3 separate regions of the Sus scrofa genome follow, and all the other regions are linked to region 3. The links are chromatin contacts, called in public Hi-C maps. All regions are on one chromosome and are shown on one strand. Each heading gives the region's core, a stretch centred on a gene start, on an enhancer-like site or on the middle of the called end of the contact. The rest is flanking DNA. Distances are from core to core; before and after follow the strand shown. Region 1 holds the start of RSL24D1 (probable ribosome biogenesis protein RLP24). Region 2 holds the start of C1H15orf65. Region 3 holds the start of PIGB (GPI mannosyltransferase 3).

Region 1 (2,700 bases), core at 34-2,533, 93 kb before region 3:
ACAATGTAGCCTCATACAAACAGGCCTCAACTTAACAAGGGTTCATCTTTCCCATGGTACAAACGCCATACACATTCAGTGGAAACCAGACTTCAAATTTTGATCTTTCCCCACTAGCAAAACCCAGTACAACTCTCTCCAGATGCCCAACAGCTAGTCAAAGCTCCCAGTCAGCCACAAGACTACGAGGGTGAATACACACAATCATTCTGTTTTTCAATTTCAGTACAGTATTTAATAAGTTACATGAGATATTCAACACTTTATTATAAAACAGGTTTTGTGTTAGATGATTTTGCCCTACTGTAGGCTAACGTACGTGTTCTGAGCACGTTTAAGGAAGGCCAGGTTAAACATGATATTCAGTAGGTTAGGTTTTCACGTTTGCAACCTAAAATGGGTACTGAGAAGCAACCCCATCGAAAGTCAAGAAACGTCTATATGTTTATATTTTATGTTTACACAGGTACCTTTTTTATAGATTTATATTTGTATTTAAAGCCCTATCCCTAGCCTCTATCACCACCTGCAATCCGTCACCGGCTTAAACAGAGACGTAACTGCTGCACTCTGTACCCTTGGTCAAACGGTCCGTTTTCCTCCCACCTAGAATGCCTTCTTTTCACGTTCTTAAGCAAAATTCAAGATTCAGGATAAATGTTACCTCCTTTCTATACCTTTTCACATACCAACTACTCCCCAACTCACCTCCAGTAGCTTCATAACACATTACTATTAAGCCATATGCAACATTTCTATCATAAGACCCTATGGCCGACCCGGGTCTTATTTATTTATATATAAAGGGGCCTCGACAATGACGCTTGACAGGGCATGCTTTCAACAAAGTTAAGACCTTGGCCCCTGTACAAGAGTGGGCAAAAAGACCGCCGGCTTCCCAGTCGGGGCTTGCTGGGATCGCTCCTGAGCCTCATCGCGGCCCGCTTCATTCAAGGACGGCCTAGTAACCAGCTGTGGTCGGGACGCAGACAAGAAACTCCCCAAGTGGGAGATCAAGGTCTGAGCCCCTAGCGAAACCACCCTCACGCGCGGAAACCCCGGGCCAAAGCCCGCAAGCGCAGAGAAACCCCAAGCCGAGAGGCCCGCGGGAGCGCAGTGCGGCGCGCGAGGCTCCTGGCCGCCTCACCTTGCAATCGTTACGGACGAACATCATGCCATGGCCTGGGTAGATAGGCCCCGAACAGAAATAACACTTCTCAATCCTCATGCTGAACGCGCGTGGGAACCCGCCCGGCAAACGCCGAGGTTGAAGGAAGTGACGTAGCCCCGTCACAGGAAGTGACTCCCTTTTCAGGTCTCCACCCGGAAGTGGCAATGGTCCTTCGCTCTTGCCGGCCCCCGGAAAGTGATCCGAATGTGACTGCGCCTCCTCGCGGCTGCGCCCGCAAAAGCGCTGCCTTTTGGCGCAGGCGCAGGAGACAGAGTCTGAGCGGCTGACCTCTCTGGGAAGGTGTGGCGTAGTTCTGTGCAGACGTCTGAACTGGCTCGTTTAGTGTTTAGTTTTTGGACTTACCGGGTCGTATAATGTCACCTTTTACTCATGTAATTTTGTCTCCGGTTCGTGCTTTCGCCAGACGGCTCTCCACACTTGTCTAGAAATCCCTTTGTCCACGGCCGGCGCGAGCCCCGACCCTTATTCCGGTCCCAAGCGGACTTGCCTAGTGTCCGCGGCGGGCACTTGCAGCCGCCGCTGCAACCGAAGCAATTGACCAGGCTCAAAGGACCTCACCAGCAATGTTTTAAAGACTCATAGCTGTGTTCACCACCCTAACTCCCCACCGCCTTTTAATATATATATAGATATAGAGAGAGATAGATACAGATATTAAAAAAAAAAAAAATTCCACAGGAAACGAAGGTTCTCTCCCCAGACCTCTAGTCTTTTCCAGTAGCAATCACTTCCTTTTATCACCTAGCAGAGGTTTTATGTGCATAGACAAACATGTTCTTTTGTGTGTGCGTATCTCCACTCCCTCTTCTTTATAACTTTAATGAGCATCATGTTCACTGTCTTCTTCATCTTGCTGTAATCTGCCTCCCTTCAATGGAGTGTGAGCTCGATGACCCCAGGGACTTTTGTCCTTTTGTTTATCACTATTCTTCCCAATCCTATTAACAGTTCCTGGCATATAATTAAGCATTCAGTACACGTTTTGTTATCAATGAATACTAAACATTGTTTTCCATAGTTACATATATGCAACTGCAGGAGAGTGTAATTTTAAATGGTTACCTATGGAAGGATATTTGTTTCCTATTTTTTGACCTAATAAGCATCCTTATTTTCAAGAGTTTATCTGTATACAGCTGCTGGGCCTCTGTGCACTTTTAAAATTTGGTAAATAAGATTAAATGCCTTCCAAAACATTATACCAATTAACACTTAACAACAATGAATAAGAACGATAATTAATCAAGTTTTTGTCAAAGGTGATCTTCGCCAATCTGATGTTAAATATTTTTTCATTACTAACTTGCATTTATTTATGAATGGGCCTAGGAGTCTTCACAAATGTGTGAAAATTTTTCCTCCACAAATTGCCTGTTTGTGTCCTTTACAGTTTTCTACTATGTTGCTGACTTCTTTAATGACTGCACCCTCTGCATATGGAATTTCCCAGACCAAGGATTGAATCCAAACTGAAACTGCAGCAATGCTGAATCCTTTAACCCACTGCA
Region 2 (2,700 bases), core at 100-2,599, 71 kb after region 3:
GGTAAAAGATTAAAAATTATTTACTAAAATAATACCCTGGATTTCCTTTACCTTCCCCCTTACGACTGTAGCTCAGGGAATAATAAACCATTCACACCAGCTTCCAAAGTGTGATAAATATCCCCCTGAGAAATGTGAGGCTTAATAAGATTCAAACCTTAAGCCAAAGATATGATGCGCTAATATGACGTTTCCAGTACTATCCAGTAGATGTGACCTTACTGGAGGAGACAAATCTAAAATTCGCAGTACTAAAATAACTACCTATTCTAGCTGCAAGAAAGCTCCACTGTCTTTTTTTTTTTTTTTTAAATAAAGCTACAATTAAGTAGTGCAAATTTCACTCATTCAACAAAGTACCTAATTGGCCGAGTTCGTTAAAACTGGCGCTCCCAATGGCAAAAAGTTGGGTTCCTTAAACAAAGATAAAAATGTAATTCGTACAAAGCACTGTGCGGACTACTGTTACGGAGGACTTAACGATTAGGAAGGTCCACACTAAAAGTGATCCGTGGGGGGGAAATAGGATAGGCAGAGGTATTTGACCATTATTAGCCTGGCGCACAAACAGAAATCTCAAATACATTATTTAATCTTTCTGTATCCTGGTATCACGGGACTCAAACGTCACCAAAAAAGATGGGCCGGTTGAAAAGCCGGCAGGGTGACGCACATAACATCTCACCATATGGACTCTCATCAATCAGGACCAAGAAGCGCCTTAAGCCAGCCCAGGGACGGAAGGCGGGTGCATCCCCCGGCCGTCAGCTCCCCCACACCCCCGCGCACTGCTCGCGTCTGCACGGAGAGATTCAAGGCTGCAGGACCACCGCAACAGACGCCTCGGGGATCAGCTCTGCCGCGGAGGCTGCAGACTCGCGTGCGAAAGAGGCCACCCCGGCAGCCGCAAACGCTAAACACCTAGGGTCAAGAACTTGCCTCAGCGAGACCCCACGACTGCCTCCGCCAGGCGGATGAACCACGGGTGCTGGCCAAGACCCCGACAGTCGGCCCGACTCCCCTCCCGGTGTCCAAACCCGCCCAGGGCCGTACCTGAAGGAGCAGCGCCACCCCCCGCGGGACGGCGCTGGTTGTCGTGGTGGCGGCAGTCACAGCTCCCAGAGCAGTGACGCCTCTCATAAAAACAACAACCTGCTCCCAAGCGTCCGCAGCCAGGAGGCGGTGGCTGGCGGGGCGCCGTGGCGCATGCCGGGACTCGTAGTCCCTCCCGAACCTCATAACGGTAGGTGGCGGAGGAAAGAACTACGACTCCCGAAGGGAAGCGCAGCCGGCCGCGGCGAGGCTGCAGGAAGCTGGGCCCCGAGGTAGTGATCCTCACAACATCCGGGCCCCGGCACTGGAGAGGAGCAGTGGCCGGTCACTATGGAGACGGGCTTCTACAACCACACGAAAGGATTCCACCCAGGAGGACAGGTCCCGGGATTAAGAGGATTCGTTTTCACGTATTGGTCCAGCCGACGGCTCGCCTTCTCTTTGCTGCTTTAATTGGGCGTAGTGGAAGGGCCGCGTGCCCTCTGCGCTCGCTGGCTTTCTCGCCATCTGCTGCAGGAAAAGACTGCGTTTGCCGAGAAAATAAAGAAGATACCAAGAATGACCGAGTGCGACTGGGTGGGTTGGGGCCGAGGGCTGGATGTTTTTGACTGTTGTCGTTACTATAAATTTGGGGCACCCTGCACTCCCACCCACCTCTACCCCCAGAAAAGCCACCTTTCTAGGCAACCACTGGGCCACACAGATACATTGCATTAAGCCAGAATTGCCTCTGAAAGTACAAAGATTGGAGATGGTATGCGATTTGTACCCGTTCGCGAACTGGAGATGGTTTTGAACAAGAAAAATACAGTGTTTTAAAACTTACATTTATTTACATTGTGCCTTGTTCAAAACTTATACTCAATGTTGCTGGAAACAGTAAGTTAAGGCAGTAAATTCTCTGTCCCCTATTTGTGGCCAAAAAAAGATTAAGAAAAACATTAACAAGGAGGATGGTGGGCTTGAGGAGAAACAAAAGGGTGCCTCAAAATTATACTCTTAGGGGGTTTTTTGCTTTTCGAGTCACTATAGTTGACATCACCTGTGACAACACCGGATTTTATAATTACAGTTTCTGTAATGGGCATTTGTATTTCAGTGGCTTGCTTTTATCTATATACAAAAGACTGAAAGATCAAAGTATATTTTCATTCTTTTCAAGGCACTTTCATGGTCTAATTTTAAGACTTAATTTTAAAAGATTCATTTATAATTTTAAGTAACCTTCTTATCCTTAAGTAATAGTTGCCGACCTAATATGTAGGCTAGCAGAGAATTTAATTTTTTAGTTTTTATTTATTTTGTCTTTTTGCCATTTCTTGGGCCGTTCCCACAGCATATGAAGGTTCCCAGGCTAGGGGTCGAATCGGAGCTGTAGCTGCCAGCCTACGCCAGCAATGCGGGATCCGAGCCGCGTCTGCAACCTACACCACAGCTCACGGCAACGCCGGATCGTTAACCCACTGAACAAGGGCAGGGATCGAACCCTCAACCTCATGGTTCCTAGTCAGATTCGTTAACCACTGCGCCACGACGGGAACTCCAAGAATTTAAAATAATCTTTTTATTATTCTGTGCATTAGACTGTTTTGCTTTTAACTGTATCTGTTTTGAATACATTTTAAGAATAAGAGATTTGAAGAGAGT
Region 3 (2,700 bases), core at 19-2,518:
CCCCATGAAAATCAAGAGCTGCAGAATTGGTACTAAAAACTAGCCTGCCCTCAATATATCGCTAAAATTGTAATGGGGGGTAGTCTTTTTAGGATCGCACCCCCCATATGGAAGTTCCCAGGCTGGGGTGGAAATGGAGCTGCAACTGCTTGTCTGCAGCTACGGCAACGCCAGATCAGAGCTGCGTTTGCGACCTACGCCACAGCTTGTGGCAACACAGGATCCTTAACCCACTGAGCCAGGCCAGGGATACAACCCTCGTCCTCAAGGATACTAGTCAGGATACTCACCGCTGAGCCACGACGAGAACTCCCTAAAATTATAATTTAACCTGAGAAAGAAATGCCTGCTTTCTCTCCTGGACTCTACATTAACAAGCAGCAACTTGAGTTCCTGCCATGGCACAGTGGATTGAAAATCCAACTGCAAGAGCCAGGGTAGCTGCGTAGATTTGGGTTCGATCCCTGCCCAGTGCAGTCGGTTAAAGAATTCAGCGTAGGTCACAGGCTCCCTGGTCAGGAACTTTCATAAGCCCTAAGCCAAGGTGCCACCATTAAAAAAAACAAAAAACAAAAAACAAACAAAAAAAAAATCCAAAAAACTAATGACACCTTCACCAACATGCTTTCCCCCAAAGGCTGCTAAGTATAAGAAAAGGAGACATTACCAAGTCAGCTCCTAGGAAATAGAGCTGGAAGCGGGAAGGTTTCCTTTCTGTCACTAGTTCGCGAAGTGACCCTGACCAAGCCCTTTAAGCTTTTAGGGCTTCATTTTCCACATCTTTACAAGATGCTTAATTACCCCCACCCTGCCTACATTATTGTGAGATCACCCAAATGGTGCAGTGTTACCCCAACATTTAGGTTTGTGACTTTTACTACTATTATCATTACCAGACACCTCCAATCGTTCCGGTCTGGCTCCGCGCCGCCTCTCGCCTGTCCCTGAAGAGGTGAGATCCGGCTCGTTCCAGCAGTTTCCGGACCTCTGGCGCAGAGATCACGAAGCCAAAGGAGAGCAACAATCCCTCGAGAAGGAAATGCGGAAAGGAAAGCGCAGGGGAGGCCCCGGACAAACCGAACCGTGTAGGTGCACACCAAACCTGCAGCACCAGGCGACGGAGACCCTTCGGGGGTGGGCGTGACGAAGTTGCTTTTTCCCGACTACCTCCGCGGCTGTGAGCGAAGGCTGCTCGCAGAGGCCAAACTTAGTGGGCGGAAGAGCAACGCACACCACTTAAGCCACCCACTGCCGGAGATCGCGACTGCGGGCGGTCCCCAGCGGACCTCTGAGCAGATGCAGGATGGAGCGAGAAGGCGGCCTCTTTTTCCGCGGTTTCCAGAACCGCTCCCACGGGAAGATAAAGCTTCGGAAAAGAAAGTCGACCTTGTACCTCAGCCCCCAGGAACGCACCGGGAGCTGCCGAGGTGAGTGAGGGGGTGTGGACGCCGAGAGGAGTAGCGGTGGCGGGAAATCGCAGACTCTGAGCAAGAAATCTCATTGCTCTCGAGGCAGGAGTCTCGAACCCAGACGCTTGCATGGCATTGCGTTCTGCATTATTTTATGCCATCCTCTCCGCAGCCGCGTGAAGTGAATATGCATGATGCGGCCATCGCCATTTCAAAGAAAAGGGGGGCACCAGGCCCAGAATTACCCAACGTTTTCGTAGTTAGGTGAGGCGGATTCCTGGAGTGGGATCAGGTCTGACCCCTGCCGCACTTCTTCCCACCCCCTACGCCTTCTCTTTGGCCCTGATGTAATGTTGACAGAAGAAAAATTACCCCAGCAAGTCCGATTTTGATCTGTCGGAGAGGGTGTTTAATGTAAAGAAGGACTCCTAATTCATTCAGAATTTATTGAGAGCCTGTTATGTGCCAAGCTCGGTAGAAGCGGTATGAAAAGAGAGCCTGGTTCAACCTCTGAAAACCTGAGACCCTGAAAGTGGAGAATCGCTTCGCTCAATGAAAAAGTGAGGAAGGGAGAGAGAATTGTGATGGGGGGCGGGGGGAGGAGAGGCAACTGGGCCGAAGCTCGCTCCTTTCGTTTCCCTAACACACCCTTTGTTAGAAAGCAACCGTGTCCTGTCAGGGTAGAGGGTAGTAACGACGGTAAGGAACCACCGGTACAGTTGAACTTGTAGGTATCCAAGGTCAGATATTCAAGGGTCAGTTCTGAGTATAGTTTCTTCTGCTTGAGTCTGCAGAGTAAGAGGAAGGAAGGAAAGAACAACAAGCTTTTTTGACAACAGACACAGTCCAATTGGGAAATTTGTTTCTGGAAGATGAAAGTTCAGAAGGGGCGTGTATGTGGTGTTGAGTGTACCAGTTGTCTGGGAAACATTTTAAAGGTGTTCCTGGGGAATAAGGAAGGAGAGTGGCGGGAACCCAGATTGAAAGCAGAGACTCCCAGTGGATCAGAGGCAGGTTGCAAACTCAAGTCTTCAGGAGGCCCAACAGGCAAGTAACTCAAAGCACTCTACATTTCAGGACCAGCCCATTGTTCCCAGTTGAGCTCTGTGTTGCCAGATCTTAAAGACAGGCTGCAATACTGATGTTAATTAAAAATCTGATCTTCAAAGTTTGGCAACTAAATTCACATTTTAGAAAAACTCTGTATTCAGTCCACAGGCTAAGAGCAGGGCTTTGGAGTCGGAACACAGATCTGATTTTGAATCGTGTTTAGTCATTTAAACCTTTTTGA

The links. A called contact is a pair of places that touch in the nucleus more often than the background predicts.
Region 1: a contact with region 3 is called in a Hi-C map of liver, with 4 times the contacts expected there. The contact joins the promoter of RSL24D1 here to the promoter of PIGB in region 3. A contact is called at or near these places in 16 of 47 Hi-C or Micro-C datasets (alveolar macrophages, blood, fetal liver and 9 more) and 1 of 2 datasets of contacts at active chromatin or transcription factors (alveolar macrophages).
Region 2: a contact with region 3 is called in a Hi-C map of skeletal muscle, with 3 times the contacts expected there. The contact joins the promoter of C1H15orf65 here to the promoter of PIGB in region 3. A contact is called at or near these places in 2 of 5 promoter capture datasets (fetal liver and liver), 8 of 47 Hi-C or Micro-C datasets (blood, heart right ventricle, liver and 2 more) and 1 of 2 datasets of contacts at active chromatin or transcription factors (alveolar macrophages).

Annotation. Positions count from the first base shown.
Region 1 is chr1:116,610,918-116,613,617 of Sscrofa11.1, reverse strand. It overlaps RSL24D1 (probable ribosome biogenesis protein RLP24), which reads right to left and starts at 1,283. Exons shown (of 6, transcript XM_003480359.4): 1 at 1,148-1,283. The coding sequence starts at 1,228.
Region 2 is chr1:116,447,536-116,450,235 of Sscrofa11.1, reverse strand. It overlaps C1H15orf65, which reads left to right and starts at 1,349. Exons shown (of 3, transcript XR_001302177.2): 1 at 1,349-1,629. CCPG1 (cell cycle progression 1) reads right to left here and starts at 1,145. Exons shown (of 9, transcript NM_001243301.1): 1 at 1,054-1,145.
Region 3 is chr1:116,518,241-116,520,940 of Sscrofa11.1, reverse strand. It overlaps PIGB (GPI mannosyltransferase 3), which reads left to right and starts at 1,268. Exons shown (of 12, transcript XM_013992970.2): 1 at 1,268-1,427. The coding sequence starts at 1,304. It overlaps PIGBOS1 (protein PIGBOS1), which reads right to left and starts at 1,107. Exons shown (of 2, transcript XM_021094994.1): 1 at 894-1,107.